3 separate regions of the Hordeum vulgare genome follow, and all the other regions are linked to region 1. A link is a contact called in public Hi-C data. All regions are on one chromosome and are shown on one strand. Each heading gives the region's core, a stretch centred on a gene start, on an enhancer-like site or on the middle of the called end of the contact. The rest is flanking DNA. Distances are from core to core; before and after follow the strand shown.

The links. Hi-C and Micro-C count contacts between places; a contact is called where the count stands out from the background.
Region 2: a Hi-C map of seedling shows a contact between it and region 1, with 5 times the contacts expected there. The contact joins the promoter of LOC123443284 here to the promoter of LOC123443281 in region 1. A contact is called at or near these places in 2 of 6 Hi-C or Micro-C datasets (leaf and seedling) and 1 of 1 datasets of contacts at active chromatin or transcription factors (embryo).
Region 3: a Hi-C map of seedling shows a contact between it and region 1, with 6 times the contacts expected there. The contact joins the promoter of LOC123443282 here to the promoter of LOC123443281 in region 1. A contact is called at or near these places in 3 of 6 Hi-C or Micro-C datasets (leaf and seedling) and 1 of 1 datasets of contacts at active chromatin or transcription factors (embryo).

What each region holds. Positions count from the first base shown.
Region 1 is chr3H:141,878,261-141,882,482 of MorexV3_pseudomolecules_assembly, forward strand. It overlaps LOC123443281 (reticulon-like protein B21), which reads left to right and starts at 2,147. Exons shown (of 13, transcript XM_045119612.1): 1 at 2,147-3,002; 2 at 3,096-3,128; 3 at 3,224-3,343; 4 at 3,436-3,501; 5 at 3,609-3,674; 6 at 3,763-3,837; 7 at 3,929-4,031; 8 at 4,133-4,207. The coding sequence starts at 2,396.
Region 2 is chr3H:142,787,229-142,791,450 of MorexV3_pseudomolecules_assembly, forward strand. LOC123443284 reads left to right here and starts at 2,451. Exons shown (of 3, transcript XM_045119616.1): 1 at 2,451-2,951; 2 at 3,441-3,668; 3 at 3,766-3,964. The coding sequence starts at 2,650. The coding sequence ends at 3,775. It overlaps TRNAQ-CUG (a tRNA gene), which reads left to right and starts at 2,183; the gene lies at 2,183-2,254. It overlaps TRNAQ-CUG (a tRNA gene), which reads left to right and starts at 3,109; the gene lies at 3,109-3,180. LOC123443283 (protein DEFECTIVE IN MERISTEM SILENCING 3-like) reads right to left here. Exons shown (of 8, transcript XM_045119614.1): 8 at 4,101-4,222.
Region 3 is chr3H:142,451,902-142,456,123 of MorexV3_pseudomolecules_assembly, forward strand. It overlaps LOC123443282 (E3 ubiquitin-protein ligase SINAT5-like), which reads right to left and starts at 1,970. Exons shown (of 3, transcript XM_045119613.1): 1 at 1,596-1,970. The coding sequence starts at 1,832.

The sequences.
Region 1 (4,222 bases), core at 897-3,396:
CCTTTGAGCTGGAAATGAAGGAGCAGGCTCGAAGAGCCTACCCCGGGGTTATCCCCCCGACAATGGCACAATGGGGTTTTTTCTTACTCCTATTACTCTTCATGAAATGCAAACACTCGTTTGCTGCAATGACATTGTCTGCAACTTTTTTTGACAATCTTGCCAAACTTTATTAAGGATCAATAATGTTTACACGCAAAAAGAGCAGCTCCCCTGGTTGGCCCAACCATACGTGGCGTTCAAACCCAAGTGTTAGAGCATGCTTAGCAAGATTGTAAGCCTCGAAATTTGAGCTCCTAAACTCATAAACTATATTACATGAAGCGAAAAAACGAGAACGATCTATTATTTCATATATTATAGCTCAGTATTCCATTGCCGATTTATTCTCTAGATCGCCTACAACTCTCTTGCAGTCCGAAGCAATATGGATCTTACTAACATACACGTCCTTTGCCGGAGCTTGTCCTTAGCGAATAGCAAGAGCTTCCAGCATTGCAACATTGGATATATGCTTGAACTTGATCGCCGAAGGCCATGGAAAATGACCCGCCTGGTCTCGACAGATTGCTGCAAAAACATCAAAGGTACCCTCGCCCGCTATTGCCACATCTGTATTGAGCTTTGCATGGCCCTCCGGTGAAGGCTGCCATGAATCCGACCGAGGCGGGGCACTCCCGCAACCCACTTGAGTTATTTTTTAGCTACTTGGAGATCTCGAAGATATGACGTGATGAATGCATTGGTTGAGAAAAGGGCTCTCATTATCTTCATGTATAGCATGTCTTCGTGCTCGCCACACTGCCCATAATGTCACCGCTACGCGGGTAAACTCACCATGGGACAATGATTCATGCAATGTAAACAACAAGTTCCTTGCATTCATCGACAAATTGTCGACCATAGTCTCCACTGTTTCTTCCGAGCGTAGGGACGAGACACTTCTTGTTGTAACGTAGTCTATGAGTGCATGTTTCCAACTATCTCGTGACGCACAAAAAGCATAAACCTTCGTAGTGAACATGTTACGATGGTGTAGAAGGCTAGATGTGGGGATTGTTTCATGGCACAATCTCAATAGGAACACCTTGATCTTCGAGGATACCTTCATATGCCAAAGTGATGTCCACGCCCCTTCTTCCATGGAGACATTCGAATGACCCCCTACCGGTTATAACAAAGCTTCATTCTTTATCTTCGTACCTAACAGAAGCTTGTAAACTGATCTCACCGAAACCTTTCTCTTTCATCTTCTCCTCAAGCCCAAAAAACTAAGGTAATGATTTCGCACCACTAGGCCGTGTCACCCGGGAGCTCGGCGCCGGCTAGGAGAACCATCACCCACACGCATATAAAATGGGCGACCCAGTTTCACGGCTGAAATTTCTACCGAAAACCCAAAAAAGCAAAAAAAAAAGTGAACACAAAAAGTTCATAAAAGCAGAAAATGGTTCACAAAATTTAAAAGAAAATATAATGAATTCAAAAAATTCACTATGATCTAAAAAAAGTTCACGGATTTTGGAAATTAGTTCATGAATTTGAAAAAAAAAGTTTTTAAAAAGTTCATTGAACAGATTTTTTTTCACAAATCTTTAAAAAGTTCATCAATTTCAAAAAAAAATCATCAAATTTCAAAAAAAAAATCAAAATTTGAAAACAGTTCGTCGATTTAAAAAAAGTTCATAGAATTTTAATTAGAAAATTTATAAATTTTTTAAAATGGTTCAATGATTTGGAGAAAAGTTTCTTCGTTTGAAAAAAAGTTAATCAAAAAAGGGCTGCGCTTTCTCAAAAAAATAAAAAGTTTATAGAAAGTAAAATAGAAATGAAAAAGTAATAAAAAGAGTAAAGAAAAGAAACAAAAAGAAAAAACGAAAAATCAAAGAAAAATCAGTCATGAAAAAACCCATCTAAAAAGTTTTTAAAAACTTCACAAAACCGAAAAAATCTCCCTCCCGTTGGACCGGCCCTTGACCGAGCGCTGCAGGCGCCTAAGAAAAATGCACTTTAACCGACGCCTACGGCGCCAAATAGGATGTGCCGTGTCATCCACCATACCGGCCCCTTCACCACCACGTTGGGTCTTAAGCAGGAGCCCACCATGTGAGGCCGAATCTCATCTTTTCCTACTGCTTGATCCCTTCACCGCACCGCACGCATCACTTCCCCTGCTTCCTCCGACTAGATCGAGCTGCTGTTGCGTTTGAGGCTCTGGCGCACGACCGCCGAGTGAGCCCCTTACTACCCCTCTTTCCGACACACTGGACATTTATACAGGGAGAGAGAGAAAGTGTGAGAGTGCAGAACAAGGCACTGTGAACAACCAGACGGAGCAGAGTAGGCAGAGCACAGACACCAGGGCAGAGCTGATCAGAGCTGCTAGTCTAGAAGAATGCAGCAGCCGGGGGCCGCCGCGGCCAGCACGAGAAGGCGCCTCACGGTGCCGAGGCGGGCCCCCGCGGCGGCGTCGGTGTGGGAGACGCGGATGGAGATGGACGAGGTGAAGGGCGGCGTCAAGGTCTTCAGCGAAGGCGCCGACGACGCCGACGAGGAGGGCATGCGGGTGTACAGCCGCCTGCGACGGAATCAAAGCGACGGCGGCGGCGCGGGCGCGGGCGCGGGCACGGCCGCGGCGGCCAAGAAGAGGAGGAACTGGAAGGCGTCGGAGCCGGTCACGGCGATCGCGGAGCTGCGCAAGTCGCGCTCCGACGCGGCGGCGACGGCGGGTGCGGTGGTGGCCAAGCGGGCGGTGGCGAGGGTCACCACGCCGGAGAAGAAGCTCGCGGCCGAGGTGAAGGAGGTGGTGGTGGTGGAGGTGGAGAAGGCGCCATTGCCTCAGCCCAAGGATATTGAAGCGGAGGCAGAGGAGGACCAGGAGGAGTGGGAAGAAGAGCTGGAAGCAGAGGAGCAGGAGGAGGAGGAGGAGAAGGAGGTGGTAGATCAAGATCAGGCGGCCATTGACGAGGACGAAACTGATCAGCCGACAGCTCCCAATCAAGGCAAGAAATAAATTCGTTGACTGTTTCCGCCCGAATTCGTTTCTTGACGAACCAGTTTTGCAAATGCGATCTTGATTTGGCGTCATATTGCAGCGGACGAACAAGATCTTGCGCCACCGACAAAAAGTGAGAGCAAATTCGGATTTTGCTTTCCCCCCTTTCGTTATCGCTTTGGCAATTATTCTTGTGTTGTAATGGTAGGATTATCTCTGCAAGTGTAGGAGTGATCAGGCCGGTGGCAGCACCGGTTGAAGATGAGAGAGCAGCCAATCCAGAGCCGACGAAACTTGCTGCCGCTGTCAATCTCCGGGCGATGAACCCAGAGCCCATGACCCCTCCAGGTGAATTTATCCTCCCTGGACGCAGAGCGGTGCGAATTCATCTGAATTCTCAGTCCATTTTTTCTGACTTCCTTGGCCGTCCCAAAATGCAGCGAATAAGAAATCGACACCGGTGGTAATCCACAGGACGGACCCAGAGTCGGCAAGAACTTCTCCAGGTAACTTCGCTGCGAATTTTCCAAGAGAAATTTGGTACGCAATTTGCATTTCCTGAGTTAACGTTGATCGACTACCTGAAAAATGAGAAATTGTTGGTGTTGTTCAGAGAAGAAAGCTTCGCCGGTAATCGGTCGACGGTTCCCGAAGCAAGAGCCTGTCGACGCTCCACCTGGTGAGTGCCATTTGCCCGTTCCTTCTGAGTTCTTGGTCTTCTTCTTATTTTGTGGTTTATTATCGATGCATTTTTGTTGGTTCTAAAGAGGAAGAAGAGTATGAGGAGATCCAGGGCAGGCCGTCGGCTCTTAGCACAAGCAATCGGAGAATGCAGAATATCGGTTAGTGCTGCTGTACGCGCTTTACAAGTTGTACCAGCTTGGCGCTTTTAATCTTCTTTCAGGTTTAATTTTGTTAGCACTGTTATTTTAGTGGATTTGGTAATGTGGAGAGATGTGTCAAAGTCTGCATTTGTGTTTGGATTCGGGACCTTTTCGCTCATCTCCTGCTCCTATGCCAAAGACCTCAACTTCAAGTAAGTTACTGCACTCTTACTCTTAAAAGTGGCAAAGAAACCAGTGTTTTAGCAGTAAATACATTTTCTAAACATCCGATTAAAATCTCTCGATCGCACAGCACAATAACAGCGGCTTCGTACTTAGGCCTGGTATACCTTGGTCTAAGATTCCTCTGCAAGTCCTTGCTCAACAGGTAATAAAAAAAAAA
Region 2 (4,222 bases), core at 1,201-3,700, 910 kb after region 1:
ATATCTTGATCTCAACACATGAGTAGGTGGCTCTCTCTCTCAGAAAAATGGATCTCGCAAGTGTAAGTGTGTTCTGAGTGCTTCCACTGCGAATGAGAGGAGGTGGAGGGGTATATATAGGCATCCCCCAAAATCCAACCATTACAACATTATTGCCCAACTCGGTGACACCGAAATGAATCTCGCTTGTATCGAGTTGCATTAAATGTTGCAGCTTTTGAATTCTCGGTGAGACCGATATATATGAATCTCGGTGGTACCGATACGATGACCTAGAGCAGTTTCCAAATCTCGGTAAGACCGATTCCAAAACTCAGAAATTCCGATTCTTTGAATTGAGACATCAGCAAGTTGGTCACTAATCTCGGTGGCGCCGATATGAAAGTTGGTGGTACCGAGAGATTGGGGTTTGGCATAGGATTTGTCTCGTGGAAAATTGGTAGGGCCGAGTGGAAAATATTGGTGGCACCAATGTTTCTGTTTTGGCTTGGATAAAGATATTTGTGGGAGAAGTACTAGACATTTTTGGTGGTTATCTCTAAGCACTTGAGCAACCAATTCATCATAATACCTCACCCTCTTTTAATAGTATTGGCTTTCCTATGGACTCAAAATTTATTTCTCACAAATATAAAATGTAGAGTCATCTTGCTTGAAGCTTGACCAATCATATTCTTTTCCTTGCATCAAGGGGTTTCTCCTCACAATCCTTTAGCCAATGTTCTTTGTGGACTATACCTGAAATATACTAGGTAAAAGTGTTAGTCCAAGAGACAATGTATGTTGTCATGAATTACCAAAACCATCAAGGGAGCATATGTGCTTTCAACCACCTTCATTGGTAGCGTGCCGAGCTTGCCCGGTGGCTGCTTCCAACGTCGGTGACGGGAGATTGAGGAGGAAGGAGGCCACAGGTCTAGGCTTCGCCCCTCGAGTCACCCAAGTAGGACACGCGGGGGGGTAAAAGTTTCTTGAGATATGAAAAAAAGAGTGGACGAATCTACGTGTTTAAGTCGGACACATGTAATCCAGACCTAATATATACAAAGGCACCTCGGCATAAACAGAATTTAGTACATGGCGAAGCGCTTGTAGTCATGCATTGGGATTGTAAATGTTTTTCCTAAACCTTGTTAGAAAGTCCCCGGTATTGATGTCGTGATTGTTTGTCCTAACTCATATGATCAACACACACCTCTGATTTCCAACAACAATGTCGCACTCATGAATTGCTAATCCTATTGCTATATCATTATACATATTGGTGAATATAGTTTGAGCTACCATCTTCAAGGTAGTTGGACCCAAAGGCCAAAGACTCACATGGCTTCACACATTGAAAAAGAGCATTAATATGTTCTTCATGCTAAGTACAAACAACTTTATCATCATTAATCGTTTGGTCCTCTACATTTGCAGTAATCAAGTAAAAGTTCTTTGATATCACGATGAGGTAACTTTCTTGAATACCGTCACCAATTCATCATGCACTCCGTCCGTTCGAATTACTATCCGTATTTAGGCAAAACTACCAGTGGCGAAGCCATACATGAGATGTGCAGTCAAATGACAACATAACTTTTTTTCAAAAAAAACATACAATAAGTATATATGATGCAGAAAAAATCATAAATACATACATATGACTACACAAGTTTCAATTGACTACACATTAATAATTGCTGGCACCGCCGAAATCTACGACAAGTAATTTGGCACGGAGGTAATACAACACACACATGATAGTCATCCTTCCTACCATTTGAACTAAGCAAAAAAGGATGGAAAACATTTAGGAGCAACCTACATCGAATTTACAATAGTGGATTAAATCTCCGCGTCATGTGATAAACCCAATATCCGACCACCCCTATCTTCAGATGTGGATCACACACATGGCATTCCGGACTCCCCTGTGCTTAGGCTTAAAATCACATTAATTATTTTTTGAAAATTAGGAGAATTCAGGCTTGGCGAGAAGCCGTTGAACAGATTGAGATGCATTTAGCGTCAGTGTGTAAATATAATGGTAAATATCTTAAGACTGCAGAAAAGAGCGTCCATACTTGTTTTAATCGCAAAATATTTGTAAATGTCTAATTTTTATTAGCGTACGTATGGTTTCTGGAAAATCGATAAAACCAGTGATATATAAGGTAGATCACGCAAGCAGGACACCAAAGGTTCTATGGTCTAGCGGTTAGGACATTGGACTCTGAATCCAGTAACCCGAGTTCAAGTCTCGGTAGAACCTCATTTTTTGTTTCGTTTTCATTCATTTTCTTCCTCATGGACAGTAACTTCCTTGACTGACTTCTCACCTTGAGACACCGAGATTTTTGTTTTGGATAACCAAATCTTTTCTTTTCTTTTCTTCCCATCTCCAAAACAAAAAAATTCAACGAAACGGTTCAGAGACGAAATAAAAGAGCCAACAAATCGTGGGAGCAGCACCCACCGCGCATTATCTCCAATCCAACCGAAGCCCGGCCTCCCTCCTGACGACGTACGTGGCCGCAGGTTCATCCTCCATTCTTTTCCCACATCCCCCCTCCATTTCTCCCTCGTCCCCTGGTCGCGTTATTCTCCAGGGGAAAGGAAGCGAGGCGCAGGGAGGGAGTGTGGCACGAGCACGCCCACCCCTGAAAAATGGCGGCCTCCTCCCTCTGGCTGCTGCAGCTCCCGTCTCCTCCTCCTCCTCCTCCTCCTCCTCACGGCGCCGTCTTCCTCTCGACCAATCACTGCCCCTCTCCTCCTTCGGCGTCTGCGTCTCCTCTGCTGCACAGGAAGCACGCGCCGGCCAGAGCCAAAGGCAATCTTGCCTGCAGCTCATCTGGTAGCTCCTCGTCCTCAACTTCCTCCGTTGTGACCAAAGATCAAGAGGGGGCAGCAGCAGCCGCCCCAACTCCGGCAGCTGTCAGATACGACTACAAGGATGACCCTAACTTCAGGTACGGGCTGCTCTTCCAGTTCCAGGACTGTCTCAAATTTACCGAGCATGTAACTGTCGGAAAGATAGATGACGACTTTACTAGCGTGTTAGTATGCCACTATCTAAGCGTGAATAATATTTTAAATAACAGTATTTTCAAGCCCGAACCAACAAATGGTTCCATGGTCTAGTGGTTAGGACATTGGACTCTGAATCCAGTAACCCGAGTTCAAGTCTCGGTGGAACCTCTTTTTCCTAACATTTTCAATTTACTTTTGCCACTGTGACAGTTACGTTTATTGACTGGGACTATTTGTTGTCAATTTATGCTAAAATGAACCATTCGAGGATCCTGAACCTCTATGAAAATCTGCTGCTGCAAATTTTATTTAAACTAAGATGACAAGATACTGCTTACTTGAAGAAAGTTTGTTAAATTTCATTTGGATTTATATTTGGCGTGCTTCCGGTTTGAAACATACATAATGTGCTTCCAACTGTACTTCAGGGGTTGCAAGGGGTGCGGCCGTGAGGAACCAGAGAGGGGCTGCAACGGCGAAGGACGGATCATGGGCGGCATAGCCGCCGTCCCCTTGTTCGGGTGGTGGCCGATCAAGGCCTACCGGCCGTGCCCGGGTTTCGTCGCCTCCGGCGGTCGGTACCGGCGCTACGGTCAGAGCATGGACGACGTCATAGCCGGCAAGGGACGGAAACTCGCCTCCGAGAAGAAGAAAAGGTACGTCTGATAACCTGTCATCAAAGTTCTCACCCGGCCATCTTGTGTGGCTCAAGAGCTCATCTCACTTCATTTCACTTGGCTTTGCGACCTGCAGTGACAAATGATCCACCTCAACCTCAAGGAACTGCAGTGTGCTGGAGAAGGCTGTCCAACCTTCATAGATTTTGTTTCAGGCTTGAGGTTGTCTAGCTAGGTCAGATTGTACGGCAAATGTACTCCACTCTTCTACCTGGTGATCATGTCTACATCACGCTTGCTAAATCTAATAATAGAAGTAAAACGGTTTCAGGAAATTCGTCCAACTGTCGTTATACTTTGCCTCAGAGCCTTTTCGAGTTTCCGTCGTACGATGACAGCGATTCATTCACGCATAACAGCCAAAATAATGGCTCATGTAACCACCAGATCGGCCAATGCAGCCAAGAGGTGTCAAGAATGGTCGTTTCTGATTAATACTGTATATGCTTGCGGCCTCGCTGACAATAAGCTGATTTGTTACATCATGTTTCATACAAGCATGATGGGGACAAACAAAATAGCTCCTGCCTTAT
Region 3 (4,222 bases), core at 720-3,219, 570 kb after region 1:
GACTTATAAGTCTGTTTGATTTGTCATCTGACTTATAAGTCACCTTTCCATGCAAAAGTGGGTGACTTATAAGTTTTAAGTCGGGGTGGAGCAACTTATGACTTATAAGTTGGGGTGACTTATAAGTTGGGTCTGTTTGGCAAAATAAGTCACTTTTTACACTTTTCAACTTATAAGTTGGTGACTTATTTGGAACCAAACAGGGCCTAAAACATGAGTAGATACATTCATATCTAAACTAATCTAAGACAAGAATTTTGGGACGGAGGGAGTACTAAGTTAGTACTCCCTCCGTCCCGGTGTATAAGTCATTCGCGTAGTTCTAGGTCATCGATTTGAATAATTAAATATGTGTTATATGTCATGAAAAATATATCACTAGGTTTCTACACAAATGTAGTTTCTAAATATATATTTTTTTGTCACATATGAAACATATTTAGATAGTTAATTATCGACCTAGAACTACGTGAATGACTTATACACCGGGACGGAGGTAGTAGTACAAATTTAGTACTAAAGCAGCGACACTTATTTTGGGGCGAAGGGAGTACATGTGATTCTTCAGTTCAACACAATTACATCCCTTCAACAAACAGCTACATCTGCTATTACCAATACTCTTCCTCCTGTTTATTTTGATAACCACATATGTGATGCCAAATTGCTTACATGTATTCAGCATGTACTTGCTTAAGGATCAAGATATCAGTATCAGCATGAAAATCTTCTCATTGCATGGCTACATACTACAATACATATGTTCATGGTTGAAAACAGAGTTAGATTTGCTACCAACTCACACGCTGATGACTGAAAAATATAGTTTTTCTTTCTCCTTTTTACAACTGTGACTATATTCTGGATCCACCAAATGAAATAAGCAGTTCGATTCTATAGGTTTAATGTAGGAATTTCTACCTCCAAGTGTAGTAATAGATTAGTTTCATACTGTATGCACTACTGATCCCACATTAAATATATCATCCAATGAAAGACCAAGGTGTTATTTTTACCATTAGCTATGCAAAAGACAAGTTCATTGACATGTACTCCACTTAAGGGCTGATTACATATCCAGAATCAAATAAATAAAATAAAAAGGGATAATAAAACAAAGATAACGAGGTTTGAGATTGCCCAACTCCCACAGTTTATTAGTCATGCCACACCAATTTCTGTTCAGGATTGTACTCCAATTTTTGCAAGCTACGTAGAAAGTATCTAATACTAGCATGCTTGTCTGCAAGACCCTGAAATTCTACCTTTTCTTAAGCCTCTACATGGCAGGAAAGGATCACCGGAATTCCGAATGAACAAGAACGATGATAATACAAGGAATACGCTATTTTCGTTTGATTACGGCAGAGCACGTCACCGAAATCCCAGCATATGTGAAATGGCAGACAATTCACAAGCACAATTCTCTACACCAACATCCCCAAAATTCGACACTGGCTACCCAATTGGAAACTATGAATTTCCCAAACCCAGATCCCCATTCGAACCCAAGAATCGGCCCCTGTCCCGAAGCACACCCGGCACATAGCACGCCGCGCCAGAATCAAGAAGGGGGTGGGGGGAAATCAAGAAACCTGGTGGATCGGCGGGTACATGGAGTTGGTGCAGACGGGGCACTCGAGCAGCTCGTGCACGCTGCTCCCCGGCGCGACGACGCCCCCCGCGCCGGCGGCGGTGCCGCCCTTGGGGTAGGCGGCCGGGCGGGAGGAGGCGGCGACGAGCGCGCCGTGAGGGTGGAGGGCGAGGCCGACGTCGTCCGCGTCCATGGCAGCATCGGGCAGCGAGAGGCACTCGACGCTGTCGACGTCCATGGCGCGCGCCCGCACGCCCGCCTCAGCCCGCCGGCGAACAGCGGGGCGCGATCCGGGCTCCGGCGTGTGGGGGCGGGCCTGCGGGGGGCCGCGCCTCCGGCGCTTTGTGGGGGGAGGCGGGGCGGGGCTCGCGCCGCGGATTCCGGGGGGTGGGGGTTGGGGTGGGTTGGGATGGGGGGCGGTCTAAGAAAAGCGCGGAGGCCCCGGGCAATGAAGCGGCTCGACCGCACGCGCCAGCGTTCGCTCTGGGATTAGGGAGGACGGAGGGAGGCTACGGCTAGTGCTATTATCGCTGCTGCCGTGCTGTGCCTGCCTCGCGGTGTGGCAGCAATGATTTGTGCTGCATGGCAGCCACGTCTGTTCTCGCTTTCTCTTGTTGCCATGGCACCATGTTGCCACTATCTTCAGTTCAAGCTTGCTAGTTGAAAAAAGGGTTTCGGATTTGTTGGCACGGTCGACGGAGGTGAGGATTAGGGGACACACATGTCTAGTGGGTGTGAGTTTTCCAACTCGGGATCGTGTGGGATACCGATCCTTCGGACTTCGTTTGTTTTTATCAAGTGCATGGTAATTACCTCCTTAGCCTTGACATAATACTCCAATTATAGCTCAATTCGGTGATGACATCCCCCTTTTCGCCCTTGATAGTAAGTTCAATTCGTGTGAAATGTATTCCATGATAAGGATTTTCGAATGGAGAATGGACCCTCAGCTTCTACTTCGATCAAAGCAAGAATCCAACTTTATTGTGATGTTTAAATTAGGCATACGATGCGTAGTACAAAACAGAGATGTATGGCCATAATACTGATATGAATTATTATTTGGGTTCGACTATATCACATCTGAATGTAAGGTTTATAGGATAATACCTCATGTTTTTTGTTAAAAACTGGTCCACTTATTCGTCATGTCGGGATCGAACCTACGTTGGCTGCGTGTCCACAAGTAAAGCTAGCCACCCAAACTAAGCTTGATTCTTATGTTGTACTTAATTCGGCTTATACAAGTTTGCACATAATAAAGACGTATCTTGGTGCATGTGAAAGCATAACTTCTTTCTATGTGGTTTTGGTAATTAACAATAACATATTAGTTCTTTGAACTAATGAATTTATCAAGTATATTTCAGAAAAGTTTCATGAATGGATTGGCTAGGAATTGTGAGAAGGATTCCCTAAGATGCAAAGAACTCTTATTGGCAAAAGCTTCAAGACTCTACATTTTTGTCTTATGTGAGCAATCATAATTGAGTCCTTAGAAAAGTCAATACTATTAAAAGGGGATGACATACTCATGACGATCTTCTTGCTCAAGTGCTTAGAGATATGCCACTAAAAGCCTCAAATAAATTCACACACAAACCTCTCTTCTAAACCCTGAACACCAAATTTGGTACCACCAAGTATTTCACTTCGGTCTCACCGAGACTCAGCCTATGCCAAACCCAAGCATCTCGGTAGAACCGAAAAGCAGCGACCAACTTGCTAGAGTCGAGATTTCGAGTTTCAGAATTTCTGAGATTTCATTTTCGGAACCTTCGAAGTACTAGAGTTGTCTAGGTAAAGCAGAATCGGTCTCACCGAGATGTTTCATTCGTTCTCACCGAAAAGCCAAAAGTCAGGACATTTTGCACTAGTCGGTAGAACCATATTTTAACTTTGGTTTCATCGAGTTGGGTAATAATGTTGTAACAGTTGGATTTTTGGATATGGCTATATATACCCCTCCATCACCCTCTCTTTCACAGAGAGAGCACTCAGAACGAATCTACACTTCCACCATTCATTTTTTAAGAGAGAACCACCTACTCATGTGTTGAGATCAAGATTCCACTCCTACCATATGAATCTTGTTTTGTAGCCTCCTCGAGTTATTTTCCACTCAATCATCATGTTCTACCAAACCAAATTCTATGAGAGAGTGATTGAGTGTTGAAGAGGCTATCTTTTGAAGCACAAGAGCGAGGAGTTCATCATCAATACACCATCTATTACCTTTTAAAGAGTGGTGTCTTCTAGATTGGTTAGGTGTCGCTTGGGAGCCTCAAAATCATGTGGAGTTGAGCCAAGAAGTTTGTAAGGGTAAGGATATTTCCTACTTCGTGAAGATCTACCTTGAGTGACACAAGTCCTTCCTAGATGTAAGCCATAGTGGAATAGACAAGGTTGCTTCTTCATGGACCCTTCGTGGGTGGAGCCCTCCATGGACTCGCACAACTGTTACCCTCCGTGGGTTGAAGTCTCCATCAATGTGGACGTATGATAGCACCACCTATCTAAACCACGCCAAAAATCTCCGTATCTTCATTGTGTTTGATCTTCCTAACCCTCCTTTTATTTACACCTGCAATGTAATTACTTTCTGCTGCAAAAGTCATAGACTTGCAC